2 separate regions of the Mus musculus genome follow, and region 2 is linked to region 1. A link is a contact called in public HiCAR-type data. All regions are on one chromosome and are shown on one strand. The core of a region is the stretch at or near the end of the contact, and the rest is flanking DNA. Distances in the headings are between cores, read along the strand shown. Region 1 overlaps Mrps28 (mitochondrial ribosomal protein S28). Region 2 overlaps Zfp704 (zinc finger protein 704).

Region 1 (4,626 bases), core at 1,317-3,816:
AGTCATGGAAACAGTGGGTGTCTTTTCTTTTAAAATCACTGTGCTTAAAACATCTATCCTTAAGGCAGTTATTTTTCATTAATAACTTCTTTGCATTCTCTGGGTTATTGCAAATATAATTAGCACATGAGATAAAATTCATAAGCATAAACTGATTGTGGCTGTAATGATGAAGATTTACATTTTGACTCTTAAAGACTAGATATGGTTAGCAATTGCCTATTCTTCACAAAAAAAAATATCTTCTACATCTGTAACTCACAGCGTAGAATTATTTATGGGCTGCTAGGGTTTTCTGGTTTGCTGCTGTGCCAGACCTTCTACAGCAGTGCCTCCTTTGCCTTGTTAAGCATATGTGTGACGAGTCCCAGTTGCCTTCCTAGGAGTATCAATGAAATGGGTGAGCCAAACATTCATCTTTTGTCTTTTCAGCGTGTTTCTGCATGTGGACATGCATGTTTGGAGATCTGAGAACAATTTTCAGGATTCCTTTCTCCTCTTCCACCCGGTGGGTTCCAGGGATCAAACTCATCCACCGAGCCATCTTGCCGCTGTAACTGTTAGGCTGGACATTGATTTAGATCGGGTGGAAATGTTAAATCATGTATATAAAGTTTTATGTTAGTGGGTAGCGAGATGGCTTGGTAGGTAAGAACACTTGCTGTTCAGCATAAGAACCTGCTCATGGCTGTGCACCTCCAACCCTATGGCTGCCCAGGGAGACAGTGAGCGGTAGGGTTGTTAGGGCTTGCTGGCTGAGCCTAGCTCCAGCTTCTCACTGTTTCATGGAAACAAGATAGAGAATGACAGAGCAGGACATCCATGATCTTCTTCTGGCTTCTACAAATGCATACACAGGCACACACACATGTGAGCATGCACCCCTCCCATATATGCATACATTTCACTATTAATATGTTTGTGTGTAGTATCTATGTCACAGATGCAGGGACCATAAAACTGGAATCAGTTTACTAGCAGAAAACAGTCTCTTAGTAAATGAATATCTTCATGGACACAAGATGTAGCAATCTCAGTCATCTGGAAATACATTTCCTGTTGGGTCATGAATGCATTAGTCCCTTGGCTGAGGAGGTGCAAGAGGATGTGATTGTTAACACTAGCTGTAGAATTTGAAAGTGGTCCTAGTAGCAATTGGGGTTAAACTTGCAGACAACATTTCAGGAATGCTTGCCTGGTGCCAGGCTGTTAGGTCCGTCACACATAATAACCTCTTTTGTCCTCACAGGAGCCAAGGCAGCAGGTATTATTATTATCTCAATGATTATTTATTGACACAGAGTAAGAGTGTAGCTAGCAGCTGGGGAGGCTAGGCTCCCATGGCGGGGGAGGGGCGGCTAGAGAGCGTGAAGGTGGGCAAAGCACATGAAGGAGATTGCACTAATGTTTTACAGCACACTAGCATACCTCTAGTATACAGCAGCTCTTCATGTACTTCAGATTACTCCAGGAGATGTTTATAGGCTCCTAACACAGAGATGATGATGCCTGGAAAGGAGACAGTCATTATCCTGATGTTATCAGTATACAGTATATGCATATTTTGAATTATAATACTGTAGCCTTTCAATAAGTGACATTTTAAAATTAAGAAATAGTTGGTACGCCAGGTGTGGTGGCACACGCCTTTAATCCCAGCACTCAGGAGGCAGAGGCAGGCGAATTTCTGAGTTCGAGGCCAGCCTGGTCTACAGAGTGAGTTCCAGGACAACCAGGGCTACACAGAAAAACCCTGTCTCAAAATCACCGGGGGGGGGGGGGGGGAGGAGGGGAAGAAAAGAAATAGTTGAATAGTTGGACATGTCTATTGCAGATGAGGAAAATTAAGACCTTAATTTTTAAATGAAGAAATAACAGAAGTGACAATTGGTAGAACCAGATTAGAGTGTAGTTGAACCCTACAGCATGCATGCTTAAGTTCAGATAAACCTCCCAAGACATCTTTGGTTAGGGAAGGGACATTTACTTAGGACGTGAGTTGGTGCTTTGATCTAGCTGGAGTTTCTTGGCCTTTGTCAAGCAAGCCGTTTAAGTCAATGGAAGCCGTTGGTCTGTAGTGACGCTGTTTGACTTCTGACTTAGGTGCTTTAGTTTTATACCCGATTAACCTAAGAAAGATGCAGGAAGAGAGGCGTGCATGTGCTTGGGGCATGTTAACATACATGTAAAAAACAGACCAGAAAGGCTTCTGCCAGTCTGGGGCGGCCTCAGAGCACTACCAGAACCTTGCCCTCTCAATGGCCTTCAGCCCTGTTCCTGCATTCTCTACTGGCACACGGCCTACTTCGCTTCTCTTCTTTGAGCCAGTCCAGACTTCTCTTTGTACTTAACAGAAGCTTGGGGAGGGGGATGAGAGGAGATGGGGGAGGGGGATGAGAGGAGATGGGGGAGGGGGATGAGAGGAGATGGGGGGGATGAGAGGCGATGGGGGAGGGGGATGAGAGGAGATGGGGGGGTTGTAAGTGATTCATAAGAGAAGTATGACAGAAACGAAAGAAGTATAAAAGAGCAACAACAGTGCTTGACTCAGTACCCTGTCAGCACCAAACTCAGTGACTGGACTGTTTGGCCCTAGCTCTATTTTAATGCAAAACTGACTTCACTGGGGTAAGAAGTCTTACCTACTGACTTCCCAGCTCTCTCTTGACCTGTCATGTACATATGGGTACAACTGCTGGCCAAGGGGACAAGTGTGCAGCATTCTTCCGCCTTCACTTCCTAGGCTCTTTAGCCCCCATTGAGCTGTGAACAGTGGCTGAGGACAAAAGCTGTATACACTGTTCAAACAGAGCAGCAAAGCAGCAGTGCACTGAGTCACTCTGCGCTCTGTGTGAGAACTGAGGGGGCTCTATTCATTTCCTTTGTGCTGCTGTCTGTCAACAGCACTGTTTGAGGCAAGGCCTATTGTGCTGGCCAGTGTTTCTTATTGACCTAAGTCTGTGGCTGCTATGTTCCCAGGGTCGAAGTTGTGAGTGAGAGAATGTTTGGAAAGGGGTAATCATAGGCTCCATGCATTTTGCTGTATTGTCATCTGACCTATTAAATCTAAACTGTGGTCCGTGTTAATGCAAACAGGTAATTATATAGTCACAGCTGCAGCTATTGACATCTGCTCACTGCCCCCATGGGAAAAATAGGTTCTTTTTGTTCTGTGTTTAGATTCTTGCATGCTGGATTTTAATGATTTTTAACTGAAAATAGATAATGGATCAGGATGAGTAAAAGATGAATAAGGTAGACACGCCTTAGCCACAGATGTTTGCGTGTTTCCATTGATAACATGGTGCCTTAGCATGGCTCCAGCCTGAGTAATCTTGGTTGAGTTAAAGTAGTAGAAAATAAAGCTAACTGTTACATTTCTATCCTAGATGACCGGGGCACCATGCTGCTCTGGGAACTCGGTGGTGTTCGTTTGTTTGCTTTAACCCACTGTGTCTTCCCTAGTGCAAGATGGTCTGAAGCAAAAAATTTCAAAACAGCTGCCTTTAAGCATCACATCCTCTACGTCCTATGGGAAAGAACCAGTTTCACGATGGAAAAGAAAAGAAAATATTCAACTATGTTTTACTTTAGTGTGAAAATCTACTCTTATTACTTAAATTCACTGCAGTCAGGTTTCGCTCATCTGCACAGCTCATCAGTCTTAGTATTTATTAAACCCCTAGGAGGTGGTGGGCCGTGAGGTGGTGGGCTGCTCTTTGAGAGTGGATGGCGTATTGTCTTTGTTCTATTTCATGCTTTCACTAGGGCATGGTGAAGTTCTCAGAGGTGAGAGTCCTGGAGGGCATAAGAGAACCAGACTTCAAGGTCTAGGGCCACTTCAAGGTTGTCTAAGGTTTGCAGTTTGTGTCACTTGCCTTTGGGGATGCAGTCTCTTCCTAACGTTAGTTAAAAGTTGTGTTGTTGGCCTTGTTGAGAAAGCACTCAGGATACCCTCAGGTTGGAATTGCCTGTGGACCAGTCCTACAGGCAGGTTCCTTTCTTTGTTCATCACAGAATAAGGCAGGAGGTGGCTGTACTGTACTGTATGTAGTGGTCATTGGGAGGATGATATTTGACCTTCTTACATGTAAGATACCAAAGATGATGATGAGGAATATAAATTCTTATCTGTAGGGAAGTAAGGCCAAATGCATTTATTTTTATACTATCCTTACCACAAGCACATGTTTAAAAAACACAACATAGTGGTAAGATTTTATACAGTGAATAATAGGATACAGTTAATACACAAAATGTTCTCTCTCTCTCTCAACAAAGTGGGCCATTGAGAACTTGTAGTTCTGTTTTGAAAATACTGTTCTGTGTTAATGTTACTAAGTGAAGCTGCCATCCTGTATGTAGAACATGGTAGAGTTAAGACAGCTGCAAGTGCATGCAGTTGTGGGTACTTCTTAAAATGAAAATGGTTTTCAAATTTTTGGAGAGAAATCTGATTTTTAAAAAATATTTTCACTTCTTTAATGCTATGTTACATATAGAATGATTTTCACAGATAATCACTTCAAAAGGCTTTTCATATTTGTTAGAAATAACAAACCATATGTCATCTTGTAGATGCCCTGATTTGGTAGGAACATGGCTCTTGGCCAGCAATTAATTAAG
Region 2 (4,621 bases), core at 958-3,457, 630 kb before region 1:
TGTGTGCAGTCATTGCTGAGAATGCTGCCTCAGAACATCTCATTCGAAGGCTCCTGTCTTAGTCAGGGTTTCTATTCCTGCACAAACATCATGACCAAGAAGCAAGTTGGGGAGGAAAGGGTTTATTCAGCTTACACTTCCATACTGCTGTTCATCACCAAGGAAGGAAGTCAGGACTGGAACTCAAGCAGGTCAGAAAGCAGGAGCTGATGCAGAGGCCATGGAGGGATGTTCTTTACTGGCTTGCTTCCCCTGGCTTGCTCAGCCTGCTCTCTTATAGAATCCAAGACTACCAGCCCAGGGATGGTCCCACCCACAAGGGGCCTTTCCGCCTTGATCACTAATTGAGAAAATGCCTTACAGCTGTATCTCATGGAGGCATTTCCCCAACTGAAGCTCCTTTCTCTGTGATAACTCCAGCTGTGTCAAGTTGACACAAAACTAGGCAGTACAGCTCCCATCACAAGTCAGTCTTGAGTGAGAAAAAGAATAAGATGGTGACTTTCGGGAACTGTGAAAACATCCACCCCAGGTCCTCTAGCTGGGAACAAGGGAGAGAAGAGTGTTAATACTCATCTTGTGTAGGCTTAAGACATTACTAGTGATCCCAGAGTGTGTGAGCTGATTCAGTAGTAAGGTACTTGTTGCTCAGCCTGATGACCTGAGTTTGAGTCCCAGAACCCACATGGTCAAAGGAGAGAACAGACAATCTGTATTGAGCTCCATACGCATGGCTTCTCTCTTAAAAACGAGTGATCCTAGCTATATCTGCTGCTTCTGCCCAGTGGGGTGGCACAGGGATCGAATGATCTCTTTGCAACATCACCTCATCTCTGTCTGGCAGCCTCAGTACCTGAATGCAGAGTACAGTTGTTTCACTTAGATCTTAATGAGTAATTTAATTTGGTGAGTCAGAGTTTTGATTTTTACAGCCATGAAATAAAACCAGTGTTCATCCATTATTCTTTTCATTTTAGAAATCACTATTGTTTCTGTGGAATCCGTTCAGCTGATGAATATTAAGCCTGACTTCTGTGGGAGGCAACTAGCAGAATAGAAAGGCAATTATAATAGATTTTTGTTGTTGTTGAGCAAAATATTTATACTGAAATCCCAGAGTCCAGGCACGCTCCCCCTTCTCCGCCACGTCCCGCCATAACCTAAAGTGGGCCAGTGTGCTGCCAGTGCACTCACAAGAGAATCTGTCAATCAGGTGGAATGTAATGATCACAAGGAAAACTTAAAGTTTTGGAGGAATGGGTTTTTTGAAGACTACTCCACATGTGAATATGTGAAGTTAGGAAAAGCTCAGTGGACACGCAGTGAGCTGGCTAGAGGGGCTCCTTAGGGCAGCTGTGAATCAGGTTTGTGCAGAGGTACCCCAAAGTCATAGCACTTATTAATGTTACCTGAGAGCCTTAGTCAGTGACTTATTGAGAATGAAAGAATTACAGCAAGATCAAACAACAACCACAAAAACCTCAGCTTGGTACCTCAGGATATCATGCCTTCTGGATAACTCACACTCTGTCTCTCTGCCTCTGTCTGTCTGTCTGCCTATCTATCTCCCCCCTTCTCTCTCTCTCTCTCTCTCTCTCTCTCTCTCTCTCTCTCACACACACACACACACACACACACACACACACATCCTATAAGAGAAATAAGGTTGTAGAGAGTGTGGAATTTGCATCCATTTGCCTGTTCATTACCCAAACTCTTATTGGATCCCCATGTCAGCCACTGGTTTGGGCTCTAGAGACAGGACTGTTCTCGTCCACATAAATGTGTTTTCTTCTTGGGTGATACAGGTTCAAGGAAAGAATTTTCTTCTGGAACATTCAAATAATCAAACATTTACCTCATCTGGCTGATCGAACATTCTGCAGACATTGATTCTTAAAGAGGGAACAAGCTGGATATAACTGGCTGCTCTTGAACACTGTGGTCCCACACTCTGAGATGTGGTCCCATGCTCTGACAGTGTCCCACACTCCAGCAGCTAGCATTAGTTACATGGGGGAAAGTCACAGCAACGTTAGGCGGTCCTCTTTTTAACCTGTGTTCTTATCTGAGTCTTAGAGAATTTTGCACATTGTGTTATGTTCATATTTATCCATAACTCCTCCAGGCTCACCCTGCTACTGGTATTCTTTTAAAAGAATGACTCATTGAGCCCTATTTGTGCTGCCTTTGACTGGCAGCAGGCCTCATTAGTGTAACAAATGGTCAGTTGGAGTTTGTCATGTGTCTTAGCCTGTGTTTTGTTGCCGTGTAGAGACGTGACCACAGCAACTCTTATAAAGAAAAGCATTTCATTGGGCCTGGCTTACAGTTTCACAATGTTCGTCCATTTTCATCATGGCAGATGGTAGCTGAGAGTTCTACATCATGATCCACAGACTGCAAGAGAGAAAGAGAGAGTCACCATGCCTGGCTTGGGCTTCTGAAACCTAAAGCCACTTCCCTAATGACACTCTTCCTCCAACAAGGCCACACTTCCTAATCCTTCTAAATAATGCCACACCCTGATGACTAAGCATTCAAATATGTGAGTCTATGGGGAACATTTTTATGCAGACTGCTACTTCATGCCTTTCCCTAAAGCCCCAGAACCAGACAGCTATTGGGTGAGACCCACAGACATCACAGAGTACATCCCTCTCAGCAGGACTAAAGGAGTGACCTCCTTGCTGTCAGTATCAGATTTAAGGAGGGCGCCTGGAGTACAGGCCTCACTGAAGTAAATCTTACACAGCGATATGTAGACATGGCCCTTATCTAAGGCGATGGTGAAGACATAAATCCATGAAGACATGTTATGGGAATGGTACTTTAACGGGACTCCTGATGCCTGGCAGTTTGAAATCATCTTGCCCATGGCTTGACTTCTGTATTATCTGTCATCTCTATGTCTGCCTCACAATGGCAGGCATGTGACCTAATTCACCAGTTTCTACTTCCATAGTCTGATACAAAGTTGACTTGTATCCTGTGACTGATTGTAGTAACCGAGAATACAGATGATGGAGTCTTGGAATGCTGTACTAAATAAACACTTCTGTACTTTACACCTTCCGAAATGACCAGACGAAATTCTGCCGCAATTACCATCTGTACAAGGGCAGAATGGATGGAAACCTGTTTAACAGTGACACCTGTGAGTCACTTAAGGGACCTAGGGGGACCAAACAAACTCAGCACGAGTCAACAGCTCAGAAAGCAAATGTCTAAATTGTTACTAGGAATGGGTCCCCTGTCACAGTTCATTTCAACAAGGAACTGTCCCTTAACAGGTGCTGTGCAGGCCGTTGGAGAGCTATAAACAAATGAACAAGGTCTCCTGTATGGAACTGTACATGGATGTAACTCAAAATATATCAAATGCCGAAATGTAAAGGATAAAACTATCCAGCTCTTAGAGCAAAAGGGGAGTAAATTTAATGACCTTGGATTTACTTGTGGTCTCTTAAATATGGTCTTAGAAGCTTAAGCAACAATGGGAAGACAACTGAAACTTTACTTTATTAAAGCTTAAAATTCAATGCAGAAAAGGACACTACCAAGAAAATAAAGAAAATAAAGACACAAAGAGTATGTATAACATCCAGAATATTTACGACTTATTAATTAAAAAACAATGTAATTTTAAGGAATGAGCAAAGGACTTGAGTAACTTTTCTGTTAAAGATAAGCAATCAGAAATGGGACTGCTGTGAAGACGCTCAGCATCGTTAGTCATCAGGTCAGAGCTGTGACTGATGGAGGAATGATGGTGTGACTCAAAAGATGGACCCTAACAAACGTTGGAAAGACGGGGTGCGGGACTGGGCAGTTGGTAAGAGGTACAGCTGCTGTGGGCAGTAGTTGAACTCAGAATTACTGTGTGTCCCAGCAGTTCGACTTACATTTGCCCCCACACAAATTTCTACATGTTCATAAAGTACAAGTAGACATAGCTCAGATGCTCCCCACCAACTCATAAGTGGGCAAATAAAATGTGGCTTGCATATGGTGCAGCTCTGTATGTCCATAATACAAGTGAGGTACTTGCTTCAGCACAGTGAACACCAGAAACACTGTGTTACACGTCAGAAGCTGATCACAGATTATCTCATGGTAAAACTGCATTCATGTGAAGCGACCAGGCTAGGCAAATCTGTAGAGACCGTGAGTGGATGGTATCAGCAGAGGCTGGAGGATGGACGCTCTTTCTGGGATGATGGCAATGTCTTAGAAGAGGTGACAGTTGCAGAACACCGTTAGTATGCTACAAGCCACTGACTTCTAAAGTCATTCATGTTTGTCTGTATAAATTTTACATAGCTCTCAATCAATCTGTTGTTAAAAACTTACACCCCCCATGCACACACACCTTGAATAGAGTCTCCTTCACAGTGCCTAGGTCCCGTCAGATTAGTAATCCTGGGTTCCATTCTGCATAGAAGACAGAAGTAGTTTACTTCACCCATAGAAGTCCAGCACAAGTTTAGACATTTAGACTGTTGAGGTGAAACAGTCAAAGCACATGGGGTGGTTAGCCCATTTGAAAAAGGAAAGGGCTTACAGGCATTCTGGTCTGTCATTTCAGATTGGTGCTTGCTATGGAAAAGGGGTCCAAACT

Evidence for each region. HiCAR-type assays count read pairs that join an accessible place to other places.
Region 2: a HiCAR-type map of astrocytes shows a contact between it and region 1, with 2.4 times the contacts expected there. The contact joins two enhancer-like sites. A contact is called at or near these places in 1 of 115 datasets of contacts at active chromatin or transcription factors (astrocytes) and 1 of 9 other capture datasets (embryonic trunk).

What each region holds. Positions count from the first base shown.
Region 1 is chr3:8,864,616-8,869,241 of GRCm38.p6, reverse strand. All of the region lies in intron 2 of Mrps28 (mitochondrial ribosomal protein S28), which reads left to right. Among named protein-coding and RNA genes, the nearest start is that of Gm52600, 33 kb to the left of the region's middle. Within about 2 kb of position 2,566, at least 132 of the 459 cell types and tissues checked have an H3K27ac peak or open chromatin away from gene starts, as enhancers often do. A contact at or near this core is called in astrocytes, where this site is marked.
Region 2 is chr3:9,489,892-9,494,512 of GRCm38.p6, reverse strand. All of the region lies in intron 2 of Zfp704 (zinc finger protein 704), which reads left to right. Among named protein-coding and RNA genes, the nearest start is that of C030034L19Rik, 89 kb to the right of the region's middle. Within about 2 kb of position 2,207, at least 24 of the 459 cell types and tissues checked have an H3K27ac peak or open chromatin away from gene starts, as enhancers often do. A contact at or near this core is called in astrocytes, where this site is marked.